Linked DNA regions of Pan troglodytes: region 1 is linked to region 2. Evidence: chromatin contacts called from public Hi-C data. All regions are on one chromosome and are shown on one strand. The core of a region is the stretch at or near the end of the contact, and the rest is flanking DNA. Distances in the headings are between cores, read along the strand shown. Region 1 has its middle 52 kb from the start of TLR3. Region 2 overlaps SORBS2 (sorbin and SH3 domain containing 2).

Evidence for each region. Hi-C and Micro-C count contacts between places; a contact is called where the count stands out from the background.
Region 1: a contact with region 2 is called in a Hi-C map of stem cell-derived neural progenitor cells, with 5 times the contacts expected there. The contact joins two enhancer-like sites. A contact is called at or near these places in 4 of 7 Hi-C or Micro-C datasets (blood, induced pluripotent stem cells and stem cell-derived neural progenitor cells) and 1 of 1 other capture datasets (stem cell-derived neural stem cells).

The regions. Positions count from the first base shown.
Region 1 is chr3:187,664,132-187,670,827 of NHGRI_mPanTro3-v2.0_pri, reverse strand. No RefSeq gene overlaps it. Among named protein-coding and RNA genes, the nearest start is that of TLR3, 52 kb to the left of the region's middle. Within about 2 kb of position 4,632, at least 10 of the 24 cell types and tissues checked have an H3K27ac peak or open chromatin away from gene starts, as enhancers often do. A contact at or near this core is called in stem cell-derived neural progenitor cells and stem cell-derived neural stem cells, where this site is marked.
Region 2 is chr3:187,288,734-187,295,866 of NHGRI_mPanTro3-v2.0_pri, reverse strand. It overlaps SORBS2 (sorbin and SH3 domain containing 2), which reads left to right. Exons shown (of 31, transcript XM_016952610.4): 11 at 851-917; 12 at 1,752-1,796; 13 at 3,927-4,116; 14 at 6,798-6,912. Among named protein-coding and RNA genes, the nearest start is that of PDLIM3, 120 kb to the right of the region's middle. Within about 2 kb of position 2,091, at least 5 of the 24 cell types and tissues checked have an H3K27ac peak or open chromatin away from gene starts, as enhancers often do. A contact at or near this core is called in stem cell-derived neural progenitor cells and stem cell-derived neural stem cells, where this site is marked.

The DNA of each region.
Region 1 (6,696 bases), core at 3,383-5,882, 370 kb before region 2:
TTGCATCCATCACAGGATCTTGCACTTGAGTATTTTCCAGGTCTTCCCCAAGGACAAACAGCGCTTTTGCTTCTTCCCCTCCCCTGAAGCAGTATCTGTGTCAGGGACAGTAGCTGGAGTGTCCTTCCCTGTCCAGATCTTCCTCAGGAGCACACAGTGGAGATGGTGGAAAGAGCTAACACTAGGTGAATGCAGGTTCTCCTTGTGTCTCAGGCCCACCGGGGCTTTCTCAACCATCTAGCGCACAAGCTCACACTCAGACTTTAAGAATTTGCTGCATTCTGGCTGGGTTTTTTGTTTTGTTTTGTTTTTGTTTGTTTTGTTTTGTTTCGCTTTTTTTGTTTCTGAGACGGACTCTCACTCTGTCGCCCCCCGGACTGAAGTGCAGCGGCGTGATCTCGTCTCACTGCGACCTCCGCCTCCCGGGTTCAAGCGATTCTCCTGCCTTAGCCTCCCGAGTAGCTGGGATTACAGGCGCCCATCACTATGCCTAGCTAATTTTTGTATTTTTAGTAGAGATGGGGTTTCACCATGTTGGCCAGGCTGGTCTCGAACTCCTGACCTTGTGATTCGCCTGCCTCGGCCTCCCAAAGTGCTGGGATTACAGGCGTGAGCCACCGCACCCGGCCCATCCTGGCTGTTTTCTTCCAACCTGCTTTTACGGCTGCTCCATCCACCCTCCTCTCACACTCTGACAAGGGTGAAACCGTCTGTGCGGCCCGATTCTCCCCGAGGGACCTGTCACTCCTCAGAACTGACTTCACTTGCTTGCCTTGCAACCTCAGCTTTCTGAAGTGCTCAAGAAAAGTTGGCACTGTGAAGATCACATGGCTTTTCCTCCTTGCTAAGGTGGGAGTGACATCTTTGTAAAGCCATCTACATATGAAGTGAAAACAGGATTCCCTGTTTCTGTTTCAAGATCCCACATGGGTGGTCTGAAGTTTAGTTCCCTCCCAGCAAGGGATCACAGCATCCATGCTGCCAAAAGCTTCAGAAATGAACTCTGTGTTAACTCCGCGCATCTTTGAAGGGCCTACTATTTGCACATCACTCTACGAAGAGCTGAGATACTGAGATGAATGAGGCACAATCCTTGTCTTACCCTCGCTCACAATCCTGGGGGAGGCAAGGCACAGAAATGAGCGTCATAGAGTCATGAGTGCCGCCCCGAGAGTGGGAGAAACACGGTGGGAACGTGCATCTGAATAAGTAGTAGGCAGGGGCATGAGGAGGCAGAGTTATTTGAGTTGCTTCTTGAATTTTGTGTAAGTTTTCTATACTGAGACAGTAAAGAGGCATTCACAGAAAAGTGTTCCTTCTATTCCTCATTCTCTGATAAGAGTTCCATTTCCTGGTAGAGTTTGCCTGGATCAGAACTCTCTAGATCCCATAGGCTGACCTGGTCTTAGCCACAGTGAGCTCTGTGTCTGCGTCCTGCAGGTGAACCCAGCATTTTGCAAGGTCAGCGGGTTCTGCGGTGGCAGTATTAATAATAGAAACTTCGCTGCATTTGAATAAAATCAGTATTTTTTTCTTTAAAAAGCTTGATGCCAATGTCTAATCTGCTTTCTTTCATATTTGTCCTCTCAATATTTGTTTATTTTTATTTTATTTTATTTTATTTATTTTTTGTTTGTTTTGTTTTTTGGAGACAGGGTCTCACTCGGCCCTAGGCTGCAGCTGGAGTGCAGTGGCGTGATCTCGGCTCACTGCGACCTCTGCCTCCTGGGTTCAAGCAATTCTCCTGCCTCAGCCTCCCGAGTCGCTGAGATTACAGGTGCCTGCCACCATGATTAATTTTTGTATTTTTACTAGAGATAGGGTTTCACCATGTTGGCCAGGCTGCTCTCAAACTCCTGACCTCAAGTGATCTACCTGCGTCGGCCTCCCAAAGTGCTGGGATTACAGGCATGAGCCACCACGCCCCATCTGTCCTCTCAATATTTGTATTAACCTCTATATTTGTTGTCCCTGGAGGGGTGGATGTCTGGATATTAGTTTATTTATTGGAACCACTGGGGTGTATGTCGGCACTGGTCTGGAAAGAATGGAGAGGCTTCACCGCTGCCAAAGCTCTCCTGGTTCGGCCTCACCTGGACGGTCGACTACATCGGTGCCGAGACAGGAACGGTGCAGCCCAAACAAGGACTCACTACAGTCAGACGCCCACGAGAACAGGGCTCATCAGCCAAAATCTAGTCGTTTTGTGAAAGGTGAGCCTGCGGCACGCTGAATTTAGAGAAGAGTTTTAGCAGAAGGTGTCAAGTCCCAGGCGTGGGAGTCTGGGGATCAGTCTGTGAACAAACCCAGGCTCGGAATCTGGCGAGATGGGCAGAACAGGAGCGGAAGCCAGGACGGGCGCTGGGTGCCCAGCTGGGCCAGGGTGGGCAGAGTCCAGCCCCGCTGTCCCCTTCTCCACCACTGGAGCATCGTTTCAGAAAGCCGTGCACATCATCCACACAAACACACACAGACCACAGCTCTAAAAGCGGAGCCATGCTGAACAAGAAGAGCGCAGTCAGTGTGCACGGCAGTCCACGCGCGCGGTGCAGTGGGATTTACTTTAATGTATTAAACGTGGTAACAATACACACTGGATGGCAACTGTCGAATAGATATAAAGCATGTATGTTACAGGCACGAACCTTGTGATTCTAAGAACTAGAGAAAGATTTTTCAGCAATTGAGAAGTTTCCCTTTTTGTGACCTACTAACTAATGAAACAGGTTGACAAAGAGAGTATCGGACTATAAAACAGGAGGAAAGACGGATCTTGTAGGAAATTCTGCAGTTTGGTCCCACGTAGGCTGACACACCAATGCTCTCCTGCCTTGATATTTAAGGGTCCCCCTGGGCTGGGGTCAGTGTGTGAGCCCTGCCCTGTACAATTCAATTCTGTTTGCAAACTAAACTGCTGGCCCGTTTGTGGTTGCCTTGGCACTCCTACTTAAGTCTTTTGCTGTTAATATTTTGAACTTTTGAATAAGTATGAAGGTAAAATAGTTGTCAACATTTGCCGGATATGATCTGTTTATATTATTTTATTTATTTTATTTGTTTTGAGACTGAGTCTCGCTCTGTTGCCCAGGCTGGAGTGCAGTGGCCTGATCTTGGCTCACTGCTCCCTCCGCCTCGCGGGTTCAAGTGATTCTCGTGCCTCAGCCTCCTGAGTAGCTGGGATTACAGGCGCCCACCATCATGCCCCACTAACTTTTTTTTTTTTTTTTTTTTTTGTATTTTTAGTAGAGATGGGGTTTCATCATGTTAGCCAGGTTGGTCTCAAACTCCTGACCTCAATTGATCTGGTGCCTCGGCCTCCCAAAGTGCTGGGATTACAGACATGAGCCATCGCGCCCGGCCACCAGGTATGATCTTAACTATTTTAAAGGTCATTATAAAAGAACTTTCCTTAAAAATCACTTTAAGCAAATGTTTCCTTATTGGAAGTGTTCCTTTGCATCCCGTTTCCCTACTGAAGCATATGAAAAGACATTTTCTGTTGTTTTGTTTCTGAATCTGATATTTCATTGAGAATATTTTTCTTGCAAGGGTGAAAAAAAATCACTACGCTGTTATATAATTTGAACCCAAGTATTACCATCCAATTTTTATCCTAATGTAGCAAAAAATTCAGCCATCTAAGTATTTATGATCATCCCCTTCTCAGTATTTTAATAGCTTGAAAGCAATTTTAAGCAAATTGGTGGTGGTATCTGGTAGGAAATATTACCTTCACCAACGTAGGGCCCATACTCCCCATCATCCATTTCTGTCTGTACCAAACACACCCATGCTTATGGTAATGGTTGTGCAGAGGCGGCTGTCCTGTGTGGCTGCTCTGGAAATGTGGGTTATACCATCCTTGAAGAGAATCCCTGTGGGTGAATTATAAGAGGTTGAAGACACATATTGTCCAGAGTTTAAAGTCACAAAAAAATAAAGCGTTTTCTTCATGGTAAGACTTATCGGTAGGGCTAGAAAGGACATAATTACATAGAATATAAATTATGTTTTCATTGCATGTATATAAATTGTGATGTTATATATCTAGGTAAAAATCCTAAAACATAGAAGTGAATTAAAGAAGTGTTTTAAATAACAGATAAATGTGCATTTTCCTCAATAATAACTCATTTATTCAGTTTTATACTTTTACATTGTTTTATGCTTTTATTTGATTCTCATCATAAGTCTATGAGGTGGACAAGGAGATATTGTTTGCTCATTTAGCTGATGACAAATTACACGCATATTTAATAAAGATAGAAAAATCTTGATTCTCCCTTGGCAAAGCTGAACTAAGGATAGATTAAATACATGCTTCACTGCCCCAAAGAACAGATCAAACCCTGCAGCTGTCATTACCCAGACAAGGGAGGCAAAGCCAGGATGATTCTGGCCTGGATTTTGTGAACTGTGTCAATCCATTCCCTTTGCTTTGGGAGTGGTATATTGCTCTGGGAATCACTGACAATATCGGGAGGAGAAATAAAAACAAGCTTCTTGATTTCCAGTTCTGATCTCTGACCGCTAGAGGACAGTATTGTTCTCTGCACAGCGCGCGGAGAACCCGTTCTAGGAGAAATGATGGGACCCCTGCAGTCAGTATACCCCACAGCTTCCCAGGCTGGGCCTGGGCCATACGGATCAGGGATGGGATGTGGCTTTGCATCTCCAGTTCCAGATGGCACCTCGTTCCCCAGCCCTGTGCACTCACAGAGCTTTGGCCTCTGTACTGAGTAGTGTGGGATGTATGAGGGGAAAGAAACAGTCTGTTCATTTACATGTTCTGCGTTGGGGTTTCATTACGTCTTTTAGCCCTTGAAACCTCTTCCTAAGTGATAAGCTATCAATGAGTGATTGTTATCATAGGCTCAGAGATTTTGCAGCCTGATTTATTTAATCTCTAGAGAAAGGAAAACAGGAGATGATGGCTTTGATCATGCTATTCGCTATTCTGAAAATTACAAAGGGAGGGGAGAGAGAGAGAAAAAAATCTCTGCTCCCCTAACGAACTACTAGATAAAAACTGCTATATAAGAAGATATGCGGGACAATCCCCAGTGTAACGTACTTCACTGATGTTCAACATGCTTCCGTGGGCGTGTGTGGGTGGAAAGATGTTTCTGGTTACTGCCAAACAATCCAGTGTTTCTGGAGATAAAAACAGCCTGTAAAAGTTTTCTACTGTGGAGAATGACAGACTTTGTGGCCTATGTGATATGTGCTCTCTATAGTCCAGATGAAGACAGTAACTACTGATCTGTGAAACCTCTGCAACACGACGGGGCTGCTCAAGGCCACACGCCTGGCCTCACAGGTGACGCCTTCGCCCTCCTCTGGATTCCCTGTTTCTCCCTCCTCCGAACTGAGCATCTGTCTCCTTCTGACAAGTACTTTCTGCTACCTTGTGCTTCAAATCAATTTCTAGAGACACCAGATAGATTTCAATTCTGTAAAGATTTACTACGAATCACACAGTGCTGGGCCACGTGCTAACACATATTCACATATGATGCTGGCTCCAGAGCTCAGTAAGCCGAGCACCTCCAACATCCCCCTCACAGCCATGGCCTGTCCTGCAGGTGCTGGTTTCTGCTGCAGACACAGGCTCTCCAGGCAGCCCTGTGCTCTTTGCAGCTATTCCTGGAAGCCTTGGGACGTCTCACCAATGCCCTCCATGTTCGGTTCTGCACACCTGCCCTTCTACTAGTCTCTTCTCTCAACGCCTCCTTACCCAGTTGCTGTCCATATTGCAGAAGAGGGCAGGGCCCAGGGAGCTGAATCCCGGCAAGTCCACGCTGCTGAGCTCCCAAGACCTTCAGTAAAGTAGGATTGTCTCTTTCACACCTCGCCCTGCATCCACCGCCATCGACCCAGGGTAAGGACCAGCACATGAAGGCCAAACTCCTTCCCTCATTTCCCTTTACACCCATGTCTGTCTGTGAGAAGCCCTGGCTCATTCTCCTTCAGCCATAGGCCCCAGGCAGTCTCCTCCCTAGCGGTTGTCTCAGGCACTCTGGGTTCCAGCATGGCCTACGTGAAGCCTTCCTTAAAAGTGACAGCGCAGGACGTCCCCACTCAGGAAGCTCACATTCACGACTGTGCCTCTTCCTACACTCAGTAGAGTAAACTGTTTACAGTAGATGCTGACGAAGTGTTAGGTGAGAGTGGAGACGATGAGTGTGGAGATCTGCCTTAATTTTATGAGTTACCAGCCTGTCATTGACTTCATGTTCATTCTGGCAAGAGCTAAGAGAGATACTATTGAGTATTTTAACACAGACTTCACTTGCTTGGGTGAACTGTAGACAGAATCCATCTTTAATGACCTATTTCTGTTACTGAAATGAACTGGTGTCTGCTCTCCCGTGGGGTGAGGCCAAACATCCACACCGTGGTTTGCAGCAGGAGAAAGCAAGGCGTTTATTTGCAGGATGCCAAGGAAAGAGAATTGGGCAGCTTACAATTGAGACCTGACCTCTCGGTGGCTTACAGGTAGGAGATTTTAAATCTGGAGAAGCAGAGGTTGCAGGCAAAGAAGTCAATTAATATATTGAGGCTATATATTAGTTTGGCCTAAAAAAGTAGGGTGTCATGAAGCAGGGTTCCACAGGTCACAGGTGGATTCAAAGATGTTGGGGTTTGCAATTGGGTAAGGAGGTGAAGCTTTATCTAAATACCCCATGACTTTAC
Region 2 (7,133 bases), core at 842-3,341:
ACTTAGATATAATTATGTCATTTTAGAGAGGAGAAAACTGAGGCTCAAGAAGGTGACATGACTTGCCCAAATTCGTATTGCTAGGGTGTATTAAGCAGCAATTTAAGGAACCAAGATTTGAATCTTAGTTCAAGACTCTACATTAATTTCATCTTTCCACTACAGCCTACTGCTCCCCTCATGTCCGACGCCTGGATCCGTAAGGACTTCTACTCTCAAGGAACCTACAATTTTAGCCGAGCAAATGTTGTATACACTCTGTTATCATATTAGCATTTTTGAAGCAATATCTACATTCTTAAATTTTCTGTAGGACTCTGGGATGCCTACTACATTCAGTATTTTAGTAGCTTAGACTAGTAAATAGCAAATTTATTTCTCTAGAGCCACGCTGATCAGAATACAATTTGAGTCAAAAATATTCCCCAGTTAATTCTGAAAACACTGTCTTACAGAACATTCAATAAAAAGCATCTAAGGATAATGATCATTATCTACCAAAAGGAGTTAAACAAATTAGTACAACAATAACTTACATTAAGTGAACTTTATATATTTGTGCAAATATCAACTCTCTAGTGCTGGGTACAGCTATAACTTGAAAAAATAAAACCATAGCATCTAATGTTCCAACTCAGCCTAAATTCAAACACAAGGCCATATGTTTACAAACTGCACACATAACTAAGTAAATTGCTGAAATTGTCATGAAGCCATAGCAAAGAGTCAGAACATTTTATCACAGAATGGGACTCTGTTATTAAGAACATAAAATAGAGAAATGAAAACACTGAGAAGCGATGTTGATTGGAAGCCAGTTTGTAACCACTGGATGCTCTCTTCATTACAGACAGTCGACCGGCCCAAGGACTGGTACAAGACGATGTTTAAGCAAATTCACATGGTGCACAAGCCGGGTATGTCTGCTGCTCTGCTTTCTGATGAGGTCCTTGTGGGTTGAAGGGAGTACATTCGTCTTTTGCATCGGTTTGATTCACACACAATGTCAAGACCCCAGCAAACTCCGTGTCCCCTTTGTTTTCAGCATGTCTCCTGTTCTCCTTCTGTCACCCCTCCGGTGACAGATCCCTGTGCCTCTGCCTCCCACCTGAGCTGCCAAGAAGCCTCCCCATGGAGGACAACCAGGCACTCTGGCCTCAGCCCTCCATCCTCCCCTGTCCACAGTCTAAATTGGTGTGTTGCCTGGGTGAAAAACACATTGTTCCTCTGTCCACCCCTGTCTGCTCTCATCAGGAGAGTGAGCCTGCGCGGGTCTGCCTGAGCCTGCTCTGTAGACAGGAGACCACTAAAGCACTTAGTAAAGGAAATTTGCGATCCAGAGCAGAGAGGGTTCTGGGGAAGCGAGGACAAGGGCCTGACTTTGCATGCTATGAAGAGGGCAGCAAGACAAATATGTTACAGACAAAAAAGGGCAGTTTGCAGAGGCCTGTGGTGGCACACACCTGTAATCCCAGCTACTCAGAAGGCTAATGTGGGAGAATGATTTGAGCCCAGGGGTTGGAGGTTTGGAGACTGCAGTAAGCAATGATCACCACTGCACTCCAGAATGGACGACAGGGTAAAACCCTGTCTCTTTAAAAAAAAAGAAAGAAAGAAAGAAAATGGCATTATGAACTAGGAAAAATACATTGCTTTTCTAACAAATTTCTGTTGTTTGTCTGAAGTTCTGCTGTCTCGTTGTCCTTTGGTGACAATCTATATTACCATAATATTTATGTTTCATTTTCTAGATGATGACACAGACATGTATAATACTCCTTATACATACAATGCAGGTAGGATGGGTTTCCTTGCTCGCAATGACTATTTTATGCTCAGCAATGTTTGGAAGAACGACACGGTCACCTTTTTTCCCCTTTTGTTTGAGCACGTGTTTTCAGTTCATATATTAGGAGGAGGATTTCTTTTCTTTTCTCAGAGCATGCGTAACAAAAGGATTGACTTTTCTCATGGAAATGAGAACTAATACTGGTTTATCTCATTCATTCCCACTATTGGTTTATTCTCAGCTTCAGGAATGTTTAACCAAAGTGTGAAGGATAGGCTGAAAGGACACACTGTAACCCAGGGTACAAAATAAGATAAAGATCTTTTATCTGCAGAGAGAATGATTACAATTGTGTAAGATCTTTCAGATACACTTCACCAAAAACAAGTCAAACAAAGTATTCTGTGACCTTGTCCCTGCCTTTTGCTCCAAAATGCAACCATTCATTGAAAGAGTTTAAAAATCCCCCTTGGCGGGGCCACTTTTCTGACTCAGAATTGCCAGTGGTCACAATAGAATGGCTTCAGTTCCAGGCACTGCCACTTGGATTGGCGAGCCTTGGTATCTCGTGCAGGGGTCTGCAGGCTGGAAGGAGGGACCCCTGACACATGTTTTTCCCTTCATCACTTTCTCCTGAGTGTTGCCTTGGGATTCTGCCCAGGGCTCCTCTCCCTGCCCAGTCACAGGCTCAGGACAGGTGCACAACTATTTTTTTTCTTCTTTCTTTAGACCAGGCTCGGAGGCTGGCACTGCTCCCCTCCCCTTCAGCAGCTGCAACCTCACTTGGGGTCCTCTGGGCAGCCTGGGGTCGCATGATCCTCCTGTTCTGCACCCCTGGAGACCACATTCAGGCCCTTTAACTATTTGGGATTGTGCTCCTATCTCCAAAGACAAATTGATAGAGGGAAAATCAGTAGAACAAACTCAGCAAGCCCTCTGGGTTTAAGTCTTGGCTCGCCCCACTGATAGCTTGAGGCCCACAAAGATGTTTCCCTTAATTTCATCCCTGCTCCCACGCCCACCAAACTCACCTCCTTTATTTAGCTCAAAAGTTGAAGTCCAACTGTTGAATCCAAGCAAAACTGTAAGTGTAGATGTTGTCTCTTTTCATTTGCTGTGGAAATGTGCATGGACTTTCAGGAGAAGCGAACGGGTACAAATAGAATTAGCTCCAATGATTGGGTGCAGGAAAATTTAGAATTTTTATAACTGTTTTAATATTGAGGTTTGTGTCACATTAGTGATTAGTGAATGGAACAGCAGTGACATATTACTTTGTACAGCCCTACAAGCTGATCATTTGATCAGTGGACGAGTCAACTGCAGCTAGTCTCTTTGCTCTCTACTAACCGTGCAAGCCATGGCTTCACACCTTGCACTTTTCTGCCTTTTTTTCTATACCATCCCTGCTCCCCTCTTGCCCTGCTCACTGAAACTCATTCAGGGCTGACTCTGGACTCTTGGGTTCCATAATACCTTCTCTGAGCAATCTACCACCTACTAACATCCTTTAATTCTTACTATGTGTTTTCTTCATTTGGTCTTTATTATCTTTTACCAATTATTTTCCATCATAATTCTATTTGTGTCTGATTATCCCAGGTGCACTCTAAGCATATTGAGGACTCATGTTTCCTTGTACCTTGCACAGCACTTTATAAACACAACTGTGTGCAATATTTTGTTTGACTACAATTAGCATGTCAATTTTCATATGTAAATCAGGGTTTTTAAATTATTAGAAGATATTTGGAAACAGTTCCGTTTTTAATCTTGCTCTGAAAACTGAACCATTTTCTTAGTGTATACAATTGAAGAGAAAATTTGCTGAGTGCTTATAAGTTTATTCCTAGTACCAGTCTGAATTATTACTAGTTCTGAAATAATTGACAAAGATTTACTGTAATCAGGGCTTAGGTACAGAATAAATTTGTAATTAATAAATTAATGGAAATTAGTACATTAATATTAATAAATTAATAGGAAACTACCTTCTAATGTATGCATTATGAATATGCTTATTGATAATAATTTCTATGCAATCATTGGCTATTTTGAGGGGGACAAATAATTTAATTCATTTTTAAGAGGTTATTTGCTTCTGTTTTTTGTCTGCTTTTGTTTTTTGTCATGATAGGTCTGTACAACCCACCCTACAGTGCTCAGTCACACCCTGCTGCAAAGACCCAAACCTACAGACCTCTTTCCAAAAGCCACTCTGACAACAGCCCCAATGCCTTTAAGGATGTGTCCTCCCCAGTGCCTCCCCCACATGTTCCACCTCCAGTCCCACCGCTTCGACCAAGAGATCGGTCTTCAACAGAAAAGTAAGGCATTTCCCCCCAGGGTGGCCTGTATTTCGCTTAGGATAAAAATAAGGCTGTATGGCATTCAGTAGAAGAATCAGTGCACCTGTCACAGAGAGAGTGGATGTATAATCTTGCTAGTCTATACATATACCATATTGACCTCCTCTGCTGAGATTGTAGCAAATGTTTTCCCTGTCTTGTTTCATGATACTGGAGTGCCCTAAATTAGACTTGAAGTAATATGGACACATTTTCTGCTTTTTGATCAATACATACATATAAGAGACAAGTAAATAGAAATAATGGACATGTACTTCCTTTGGTGTACCAGGCTACAGGCTATGCAGTTCATTTTCTGTTTCCCCAGGTCTATTAATAAGAGACATTTTTGAAAGCAAGGAAAGTTATTCAAAAATCATAATGAGGCATTAGTTAATAAGTGTCTGTGACTTGTTTCTACCAGTTTTTCAAGCTAATACGAGTTTTCCTTTCTCCACTGAAATATTTTTATACAAACTATCTGCATGAAAATAAAAATTTATAAACACTTTTTTATTGTGTTATTTTTACTGGGATTATGACTAATACTTCTACTTATAGGTAACCTTCATTGAGCGCTCATTACAAGCCAAGCACTAGGCTAAGTGCTTTTTCTGTGTCATATCATTTGATTCCGAGAACAACCCAGTGAGATACTTTCTATTTTAAAGAGGAAGAAACTGCAGTTTAGAAAATGGTAGGAACTTACTCAGCTCATGCAGCTCGTTATGTCCAAGCCAGGGTCCAAGCTCAGCTCTGATTAAACCCAAGGCCTATGCTATCCTAGCAATTAATAAATAAGAATATAACAATTATTTCTTATTAATACTGGTTAAGTGTTATCATACCCATTCCAGAAAAATTGTATTCAACACCCCGTTGTACCATTAAGAGTAATTGATGATCAGGCCAGGCGTGGTGGCTCATGCCTGTAGTCCCAGCACTTTTTTTTTTTTTTTAAATGGAGTCTCACTCTGTTACCCAGGCTGGAGTGCAATGGTGTGATCTTGTCTCACTGCAACCTCCGACTCCCGGGTTCAAGCAATTACCAAGTAGCTGGGATTACAGGCACCAGCCACCACGCCCGGCTAATTTTTGTATGGTGTTTCACCACCTTGGCCAGGATGGTCTTAACTCCTGACCTCGTGATCCACCTACCTTGGCTTCCCAAAGTGCTAGGATTACAGGCATGAGTCACTGCACCCAGCCAGTCCCAGCATTTTGGGAAGCCATGGTGTGTGGATTGCCTGAGGCCAGAGGTTCGAGACTGGCCTGGCCAACATGGCGAAATCCCATCTTCACTAAAAAAAAAACAAATAAAAATTTTATAATAGAGTAATTGATGATCATATAGGGCACAGCATCCCACCAAAACACACACATCGTGTGTGAAAGGGGTCTCATTTTAATACCAATCTCCTCAGGATGATTATGTGAGGCCTTAAAATTGAGAAACAGTTTTCTAGACACAAATTGTTATCTTTGTCATCAAAAAATAACCAAAATTAACGTTTTGATTTAAAGGTATTACCCATCTGATATGTTTTGTTAAAATTAAATATCTCATTAAAACATATGATAACCTCCTAAAAAATTCCATATGGCTTTCATATGTATTATCTCATGTAATGCTCAAAACTCCTCTGCAAGGAAGAACAACACATTACTGCTGTCTGTGTTTTACACAAATGGAAAAAAATGAAGACTGAGAAAGTTTAAGGGGTCTTGCTCCATATCACTCATGAATTTAGTAGAAAGCTAGGGCTTGCCCCTAATTCTGTCTCTTAGAGTGTTTCTATTTCCAACGGGCCATGGAGCAAGAATTTCATTCCATTCCATGGAAGCAGAATTACCCCCATCTACAGTCAGAAAATCCTTCCTCCTAAAAATCATGGCCCCTGGGAGGCTGAGGAGAGAGGATGGCTTGAGCCCAGGAGTTTGAGTGAGATGGCAGCGAGCTATGATCACACCACTGCACTCCAGCCTGGGCAACAGAGGAAGACTCTGTCTCGAAAAAAAAGAAAAAAAAAAGAAGCCTTCTTCTTTAGCTCAGCAGCCTAGAAAAGCTTAATTTTGTGAAACCCTTTTTTGAAGCTTTCCTTCGTAAGTCTTCTGACAGCCTCTTGGAAGATATTCCTTGGGGGAAAAGTGCTGGTTCCCATGAGTGAGATGTTTGACTCTGGTTTTTCAAGGCTCACACCAAAAGACGACCTCCTGTTCCACACTGCCTGCTCTGGTGCACGCCAACCCACATGACACTTCTGTACTCTTCCCAAGCGATGATCCCACTTCAAGAAATAAGATCAAACATGGTGTGTGCATTACTCCTTGTCACTTTGGATCAAGGATCACAAAGGTCACAAAGTGATGGGTTAAATGCTCATAGTTCAGCAGAGCATACTGCCACCAATTTCAAGCACAAACATACACAGCTGCCATTAGGAACCCAGGGACTCACTCTCTGCGCGTCTACAAACCCCTCATGTGACTTTTGGAGCCAGTGGCGGGGGAATGTGGCATTTTTCGCAGGTTAACTTTTTATCCTGAGAGATTTTTTTAAAACTATGCTAAAAGTAATGTTGAAAACAGATAACTGGTTTTACACAATTGCTTTAAGCAAAAAGGAGTATTTTAATGTGTGATTTGTTGTTTATTTCTAGGCATGACTGGGATCCTCCAGACAGAAAAGTGGACACAAGAAAATTTCGGTCTGAGCCAAGGAGTATTTTTGAATATGAACCTGGCAAGTCATCAATTCTTCAGCATGAAAGACCAGTAAGCACTTGTCATTAAACAGAATATGCCAGCTCGCTGGGCTCCCAGGGCTCCCCAATAAACCTGAATTTCAGACCCATTAGCAATTTTTGTCACAAAGGTAATCACTTAGAAATCATGTTTATTTTGTATCATGATTTGTACATCTCATCTCAGAATTGAAAGATACATGTTCTAATATATTGTCTTTACTGACCAAATACAAGTGTGTGTGTGTGTGT